Linked DNA regions of Sus scrofa: region 1 is linked to region 2. The links are chromatin contacts, called in public HiChIP or PLAC-seq maps. All regions are on one chromosome and are shown on one strand. The core of a region is the stretch at or near the end of the contact, and the rest is flanking DNA. Distances in the headings are between cores, read along the strand shown.

The links. HiChIP or PLAC-seq counts read pairs in DNA pulled down with a chosen protein or histone mark.
Region 1: a contact with region 2 is called in an H3K27ac HiChIP or PLAC-seq map of skeletal muscle, with 4 times the contacts expected there. The contact joins the promoter of PEG10 here to the promoter of CASD1 in region 2. A contact is called at or near these places in 4 of 47 Hi-C or Micro-C datasets (fetal heart ventricle, heart right ventricle and skeletal muscle) and 1 of 2 datasets of contacts at active chromatin or transcription factors (skeletal muscle).

Annotation. Positions count from the first base shown.
Region 1 is chr9:74,471,842-74,476,000 of Sscrofa11.1, forward strand. PEG10 (paternally expressed 10) reads left to right here and starts at 2,280. Exons shown (of 2, transcript NM_001302463.1): 1 at 2,280-2,476. It overlaps SGCE (sarcoglycan, epsilon), which reads right to left and starts at 1,983. Exons shown (of 11, transcript NM_001144124.1): 1 at 1,864-1,983. The coding sequence starts at 1,900.
Region 2 is chr9:74,273,538-74,278,300 of Sscrofa11.1, forward strand. CASD1 (CAS1 domain-containing protein 1) reads left to right here and starts at 2,996. Exons shown (of 18, transcript XM_021063369.1): 1 at 2,996-3,727. The coding sequence starts at 3,136.

The sequences.
Region 1 (4,159 bases), core at 1,030-3,529, 200 kb after region 2:
TACAATGAAAAGGAATTACTTTTATTCTGATAAGAGTAATAATACTAAATCTGTTTTTGTTCTTTCTGTGTACCTTCCCACCTCAAAAATCCTGGCTAACAATTTGATAGAAAATTCAACTAGGTTCAAACTTATTCAAACTTTAAAAGTCTTAGGATAGATTTTTAAACCTAAGTTTTCTCTATCATCTGTACTGTTTTTAATCTCATTTTTTTGAAAAAAGAATGTCTATCAGTTAACAAACAACTAGATGAAGTAACGTCCTTGGATTAAAAAAAATGCTAAGAATTTGACAGTCCGGCGGTCACCAGACAGTGCTCTGGCAAAGACAGGAATTTCTGAAATTATTCTATATTGCAGAAAAGAGTAAACATCCTAAACATTAAAAGGCACTAGGCACTTCTAAACAATATAATTATGATCACCCAACTTCCTAGAAAAATTATACTTCAGTGTTGGAAATCTGCACTTCACTTATTCATATATTTTATGGTCAACATCTATTTCTGATAAAAAACAGAATCTCAGTAAATGTGCTCCAGTTTATTTAGGCCAGAAAGGCTCACTTAAGGTGAGATGCCTGCCATCCTATTATCCACAATGGGTCAAATTCTCTTTTATCCTCTACGTATAAAATAATCTGCAGCTAGTGTTATTGAAATATGCTCAAATTTAGCCTTCAAATACAAATGTGTCTCATCTGTGTTCTTATCAGAAACCTCACTCAGTTGTAGACAATTGGTTTTTCACTTAAAACTTCTTTTACTAAGATAAATAGCAGATTGTCCCTTTTCTCAGTGCCTAACACTTTGAGGCGATTAGGAAGTCCACGTTAAGCGTTTGTTTGTTTGTTTGTTTAAAGCATCCTTCCTCATCTGTATTTGAGAGTGGTAACCCACTGCAATTTTCTCATTTTCTCTAACGTAAAATATATGTTTATATGTATAAATATACACAAATATTTGTGGCCGGCAACACACTTTAAAGGATTAAACGTGAGGACCGTGACTAAATGTATTCATTCACCCTACAGGATTCAGAAAAATATAACATTGCAGAGAGATCTAGGTCTCTGCGTAAACCTCGTAATCACCAAGAGGCCGTAGCCGGGAGGCTCCGAAGCCCGCCAAATACATTGGAGGCATCCACAGCTGTTTTTAATTGTTTTTGCTTTCTTCAAATAGTGCACTTGGTAGGGTCCCTGGCCCCCAACCGGGGTTAACCCTAACCTGAAAGCCCTATTTAGCTCCTAATTTATCATGATTCCGTTTCCCCACTCCGTAAAACCTAAGGAAAACGAGATTTCCATCGCCGAAAAATTCGCTTAGGAAAAGGGGAAAATTAGGCGTTTCAAAATGCACATTTTTTGTGTTCTCTCCAGATCACATTCAAGAAAAGGGGAAAAAAAGATGTGTCTCTGTAGAAGGGGGCGCAGCTTGACACCCATTTTCTATGGCTCGTCTACCGGCCGCAGAACCCCATTATTGGGGTAACGCCCCCCCCCCAAATGGGCAACGACCCCCTGCTCTTTGAGGAAGAGATCAGGAGAGGTCCACCAGCAGGGCTGCTGGAGAGCGGAGGGGGCGAGTGGGAATGGAAATTGGAGACGGAATTCCAGCGCCTCTGGGCAGGGAGGGGCCCGCGGGGGCGCGGAGAAAAAAGGCCAGGGGTCAAGCCTGGTAAGGGCCGCAAAGGGCCCAGGAAGTGGGGTATGGGGAGTCCTGATGGAGGGGTACCTTGGGGACTCCACAGAAGGGGGGCTGGTGCCCAGAAAAGGCACCTGGGTACCCAAAACCCGGGAGGGGGATGGGGAGGCGAAGGCCTGTTGGCCCCAGGACCTCCCATCGCGCGCACACCACTAACCTGTCAGCAAGAAGGTGCCAGTGGTCGCGGGGCTCATCCTGGGTGTCCCCCGACCCTGTCCCGTCCAAGCACAAGGGTCTCCCAGCTCCCACCACCGGGGCAATTGCTTTCTTGGCCTGGCTAGGCCGGCCGTCCTCGATTCTCCCCTCCCCTCCCTTTCTTCTTTCCTCCCAGCTTGGCCAGTTCAGCATCAGCATCCTGCACCCCCTCCTTAATCCCGTACTCCCTCTAGCGGCGGGCCGGTGTAGCGTGGCCATCGCCCCCACCCCCTTTTCCCCCATCCCCCTATCCCCTCCGCCCCCGCTCCCCCCTCTCCGCCCCCCTAACCCGCGGAGCACGCTGGGATTTGGCGCCCCCCTCCTCGGTTCTGCCTATATAAGGCTCACAGTCGGCACTCCCGGTACACGCGCTTCAACTTCGGTTGGTGTGTGTCGAAGAAACCTGACTACGACCTGAGGAGACCAGCGAAGAGGGACCACCGAGCCTCGCGAAAGGTCCGCTGAGCGGGCTCGCGTCCGGAGCCACTCCGGGCTGCTGAGCACCCAGCGGAGCCCACGCCTGGCGCAGGTGTGGGACCCCGTCCTTCCTGTCTTCGCAGAGGAGTCCTCGCGTGGTGAGTATGCGGTGAGGATGTTTCTTTTTTTTTAAGATCACATTCATTCCCTGTTATTATCAGGAGCTGCGGGAGATAAAGTAGCGCCCGAAAGTCTCCACGCACACCTTGTCACGCCTTCACTGGCTGTGCCCCAAAACTGCTTGGAGAAACCAAGCCTTCAGGGCTTTGATTCCCAGAACCCAAGTCCAGATGCGGGCTGTAGACAGATATGAGCTGCGGACAAACATGAGCTGCAGACGGACATGAGCTACAGACCAATTTGCAAACGTGCCGCAAAGTGGTATGCGCTACAAACTAATTGGCGCTTCAATTCGCTACAAACTGATAAGCGCTTCAAATGCGCTGCAGACTGATGAGCGCTGCAGATGCGCTACAGACTGATAGGCGCTTCAAATGAGCTACAAGCTGATGGGCGCTTCAATGTGCTGCCAACTGATGGGCACTTCATTGCGTGAAAACCAGTATCAACTGCGGTGATATATGAACTGCAGACTAATGAATGATTTGCGCTTTAAATGCGCTACAATATCTGAGCTGCAGAAGATTAGCACTACAAATATGATATTACCACTACAACAGCGCTTCATTGCGCTGTAGGACACAGGAACCACAGAGGTACATGAGCTACGGAACGATTTACACCTAAAATGCGCTACAAAATAGTAACAGCTGCAGAGGTACGCGAGCTGCGCTGTTTTGCGCTACAAAGAAACCAGCTGAAGCGAACATGAGCTGAAGAGTAAGATTACTCTTCTTAGAGGAACCCCACCCTTTGTCTCTAACACACCTTTTGGAATGGCTCCCACTATGTTTTTCTACAGGATGGTTCTCTGCGTGATGGTGCTGTTAGACAAAATGGAGCCCTGGGCAAAAATTAGTGTTTAACATTCTGCCCACACCACTCCTGCTATGGTAGTGAAGTGGAGGGACGCTGACTTGAGCGCAAAAGGGAATCTTTTGGTGGTGGCAGAGCAGGCTGCCTTGCCTAGTAGCGCTTGATTGAAGTGGCAGTGTAGTTGTAGTGGTGGCCCGAACTGGCGTCCAGCAACAGTTTGTGGCTGTTGGTTTGCTTAGTCTTGGAAGGGGAGGAGGTTGGATCTGCGGGTGATTGCTCTTGTTGCATGAAATGAATCTGGCTGTTGGAGGCTGGTGGGAGGGGTTCTGGGAGGGGGGATCCTGGGAGAGGCGTGCAGCCAGTCTCAGACATGCCCCGCCCATTCTAGCGAGCCTTCTCTGCAGTATCTGCTCTGAGCAGGTTTAGCGCCTCCCAGCGCCTACTTAGAGTGCGCCTCCTTTGCAGCGCGCCTTCCCAGAGCGCGCCTTCCCAGAGCGCGCCTTCCCAGAGCGCGCCTTCCCAGAGCGCGCCTTCTAGACCCTGCCTCCCCAGGCCCCGCCTCCCCCTAAGCCTGCCTCCTCTGAGGTAGTTCCCGTAGACCCTGCCTCCCACATGCCCCCCCTTCTTGGGTGGCTCCCCCAAACCCCACCTCTCTCTGAGCCTGCCCTCTTTGCGGTGGCTTACCCAGGCCCCGCCTCTTAAAGCTTGGCCCCTCCCTGAGCCAGCCTCTTCAGAACTGGCCTAGGGCCCCACCTCTCCAGAGCCTGCCTGCGCCTGCGCAGTGTGAGCCGCCCGCCCCCCGCACCACCAACCAATCAGGTCCCCTTCCTTTGCGCCTATGCGCC
Region 2 (4,763 bases), core at 1,746-4,245:
GTTTAAGTAAAGCAACAGGAGCAGAAGTCAATTTTCAGGTGTTTAAAGAACAAATAAGTTGTCAAAAAAAAAAAAAATTGGAACAGTAACCACAGACTGTTCCTTCAAGAAGTTTGATGGTTTAGGGAGAAGAGAGATTGTGTGGTAAATCAAGGAAGGTACTTTAAACAGGAAGCATTTGAACTTATATTTTGGGGCAAACAGTGAAGAGAGATAAATTGAAAGTAGAAATAAAGAAGGGAAATTTATGAGATCAGGTTCTCAAATGAAATGGTCTTTGTTTAGGGCCATATTCATAGCATATGGAGGTTCCCAGGCAAGGGGTCGAATCCAAGCTGTAGCTGCCGGCCTACCTCACAGCAACATGGGATACGAGCCGCAACTATGACCTGTACCACAGCTCACAGCAATGCCAGATCCTTAACCCAATGGGCAAGGCCAGGGATTAAACCTGTGTCCTCATGGATGCTAGTCAGATTTGTTTCTGCTGAGCCACAATGGGAACTCCCGAAATGATCGTGATACAATCAAGTACATAGACGAAAGAGACAACTTTGGAAAAGAGGAGGAATTTTTCAAGTTCGAAGGGAACTATATAGTTAATAATATTGTATTGCATATTTGAAAGTCACTAAGAGAGTAGATCTTAAAAGTTCTCATCACAAGAAAAGAAAATTCTGTAACTACATATTATGTAAGAATGTATGGTGACAAATATTAACTAGACTTATTGTGGTGATCATTTTCCAAACACACAAATATCACATTGTAAACCTGAAACTAATACAATGTTATATGTCAATTATACCCCAATTTTAAAAATCCAATCAGTAGAAACAGTAATAAAGTGGACACAGTAAAGCAGGAACAGTTTATACCAGAAGAGTCTATACCTCAGAACTGTGCTCCTCCTGTTGTGCTGGCTGGTCCTTATCAATACTTTTTCCTGTTTTCTTTATCACCAGGACCTCCTGTGGAACAATGGGAAATAGTTGGTGAAGAAAAGAAAAAATAAGGGAAGGAATAAAGTGTCGTCAGGTTTTGTTTTGTTTTGGTTTAAGTAATGCAAGGTTCAAAGAGTCCTATCAGATGGTTTCTCTTTTTATCAGATTATTAGGGGAGAAGTAACTGCTGAGATTTAGTTAACATTCTGGACAGTTTAGAGGTAGGCAAATAAACATGGAACCACTAACTAGTTTTTGGCATCATCAGATTTGAGTTTAAGAAAGTTCAATCTGGGAGTTCCTGTCATGGCTCGTCGGAAACAAATCCGACTAGCATCCATTGCTGTGGCTGTGGTGTAGGCCAGCAGCTGTAGCTCCAATTTAACCCCTAGCCTGGGAACTCCCATATGCTACAGGTGCCGCCCTAAAAAAAGCTCAGTCTGGTTCGAGGAATGGCGGAGAGCTGTAAGATTGGGTTTTCGAGCCTGACCTGAGGAAGATAAGTGATTCAGGCAAGAAACCGTGACACAAGGGTATGGAGAGAAGGGAACATATTTGAGAGTGATATAGAAGGGAGAATGAAGACTGAAAAGTCAACACTACTATTTCTAGAACTTGTCAAAGAAGGAAAGAGATGGAGAGGTAAACACACAGAAACACAGTCCCTGAATGAGCGTCACTAATAAGATAAAGATTATTGGTGGAAGGGAAATACTGATGAGAGAAGGAGAGTTTAAAGAAAACACAGAGAGGATGACTGACAAAGGAATAACTGATGAAGTCATCAACAGCCCCAAGAAAGGGGGACAGAAAGAGATTCAGAGCATAGGAGAGGGATTAGCTGTAAACTAGAGGGAAGGAAAAAGGAAGTCCACAAGCTCTTTACAGTATTTCAGAAAGCCTTCTGGAAACTGCAATTAAGAAAAATGTCAAGTTTCTTTACTTTTGGCAGGCATTAAATCAACCCTGCAGGCTAACACTGGTTATCACATTCCAATCAAAAATTCTAATTTGCTGTTGATGACATCATAGAAATTTCTAGGATGTGATTGGTAGACCATATACAGTAAGCAGAGTTATTTATCTGTTTTTTACAATAGCCGATTTAATTCTTTCAGCATGTGATCAACCTTGGATCAGAAGAATGACAGCCAAAATTAAGCAACCATTTCCAGGGAACAGTCCCGAGTGTTTGTACACTTACTTAGCTTTATTGCTTATTAGCATTACATCTATGACAGTGATATATGAAATTTCATTTAAGTGACAAAATTTTTCAAGATATGGGGTCCATGGATAAAAACATAATAAAAAAGAGTCCTTGGATTAAAAAAATCGGGGTGACAAACTCTCTAAAGTCCCTTCGATATCTAACATTCTATCATTTTAAGGGGGGGCCTATAAATACAAGCTCAGGAATGGCTAAATGGGAAAGTTGTAGAAAACACCTGAAACCATCCTAACAAGGCAAATAGAATGGGAAGCAATACAAATAACCAATTCCACCGGGAAGGCAGTACAGGTGAAAAAAAGAGACAGGGGCTAACAAGCACTTAACAAAGGCAAAGAAATGCAGTGCTTTTTTTTTTTTTTTTTTGGCTAACCGCAGAACATTAACCAACTTCAGGCGCAGGAATGACAACACTTCATGTTTGGCCCATCCCCCTAGGGAACCCTGTGTCAATGCAAATGAAGAGCGGGGTTCTTTTCTTTCTAACACCTACAGTAAGCTACGTTCATTTTGTACCTTCTACTCTGTACTCTGGTGTACTTTCACCCACTGGAATTGGGCAAACCAAGGATTTTTTTTTTTCCAATTTTCAAGAGAAATGGGTCAAAGCAGTGATTTAAAGTTAAAACTAGTCTCACCCGTGGTTTGGGTGCTAAGGCTGCCAGCAGTCTCAAAACCCGACAAGCATCTGAGAGGCAGCCAGGCTGACCAGACACAGCCTGCCTAAAAGCCCCAGTGACATTTAGGTGGCCTTAGCACCCTGCTTGGCAGGTTCAGGAAGCGGAAACTCAGGAAAAGGTGTGTTGGGGAAAGAGGGAGTGGAACGATGTGTACTTTTCTTCTGTAACAGTAGTTTTATTGCCCCAACCTGGGCTCAGGTAGCGTTCAGTGAGTCAATTGAAAGCCCGAGGCTCGCGTTCACGTCGGGCTGGACCCGTGGTCCGCTCTCCTCACATCCCCATGTCTCTGCCACCGCCGCTGCCGCCGCCCGCCGCCGCCCGTGACCCCGTGACCCCAGAGGGCCGTCTGGGGCTCGTGACCCCGGAGCTCTGGGCGTCCGGAGCCCCCTTGCAGGCGCAGCCGCCATTAAGACGAGAGGCTCAAGAGGAGGAGGAAGAGGAGGAAGGGGAGGAGACAGGCGTCCAGGGCGCCTGGGGAACGGGCACGGCGGAGCAGCGGCGGCGGGGCTGGGGGGAGACCGCCGAGGCTGCCGCGGCCGAGAAGGGGCAGGTGGAGGCCGTGGGTACCGCAGCGGCGGCGGCGGCAGCGGGGTCAGTCTCCCCAGCGAGAGGCGCGGGTGACGGCCGCGGGGGCTGGTGGTGGCTCCTCGCCTGGCTGCGGCGGCGGCAGCCCCAGTGCTGCCCCTGTGTGGCGCCCCTTCCCCGCTCCGCCGCGCACTGTTGTCATGGAGGAACCAAGATGGCGGCTCTGGCCTACAACCTGGGCAAGCGGGAGATCAACCACTACTTCAGCGTGAGAAGCGCCAAGGTGCTGGCGCTGGTGGCCGTGCTGCTGCTCGCAGTGTGCCACCTCGCCTCCCGCCGCTACCGAGGTGAGCGGGCCCTCCCCCTGCCCCGCCGGGGGAGGAGGCGACGCGGCTGCTGCAGGCGGCCCCACTCGCCCGACACACGCCCACGCTCACGCGGCTGCCCGCCGGCGTGCTCGGCCAGCTGGGAAGGCGTTGCCCCCACGTGCCCCCCGCGGCGGGCCTGGTACTCCAGGCCGACCAAGTGGACCCCAGCGCAGGCGGCCATGGGGTCGGCGACCGTCGTCCTGGGCCCCCGCCAGCCGCCTACGCTGGGGCCGGGGGGCGCGCACCCGGGCCTGGCCGGAGGAGCTGCTGGGGTCCGGGCTCTGGCGCGGGCTGGGCCGGGGGAGGCGGTTCTGGCCCGGGGTTTGTGTGCAGGAGGTGAACAGGCGGCCCTCGAGAGCCAGCCCAGGGCGCATCAGGCCAAGGTTGCCCTGCAAGGGGTCACCTGCGCCCCAGGGGTTGGGTTCTTCAGCCTCTGTTGTACCCGGCCTCTGCCCTGGAACAGCCGGGCCAAGCTGTTGGACAGCGGCAGGGGCCGCCCGATTTTCCCTTGCCGCTGAGGTAACAGCTGGTAAAAGATGCTCTTGGCCAAATGGAGGAAGTCTCACCCTGCCTTTGTGATTCAGAAACGTTTAAAGGGTTCTGCACACTTTTGCAAAGTAAAGGCACTGGGGCAGGTATTTGGAAAGAAATTACGGGTTGACAGGAGTTGAGATGGGCAATGGAAACGAGTTGGAAGCTGTTTGAAAGGAGGCCTTCGCTGTGGTTTTTCAAATTGGTGTGGTGGAGAAATGGAAATATGACCTCCTTATTTCAGAATGAATTATCCTTCAGTAATCAAGGATAAGTCCTTGATGACTGTCTTTTTTCTTAATTTTCTGTGTAAAAATGCCATGAGGATAGAGTTTGACAGGCTGAGGGAAATAATGATACGATCTTTTATTTGTGGCTCTTAGTATTATCGAAGCCATTATCTGGACAGTTCTTGGTGATCGTGAGATTAATTGGTCAAGATGTAATGTGTAATAGACAGGTGTGCATTTTAGACTTTCTCCGT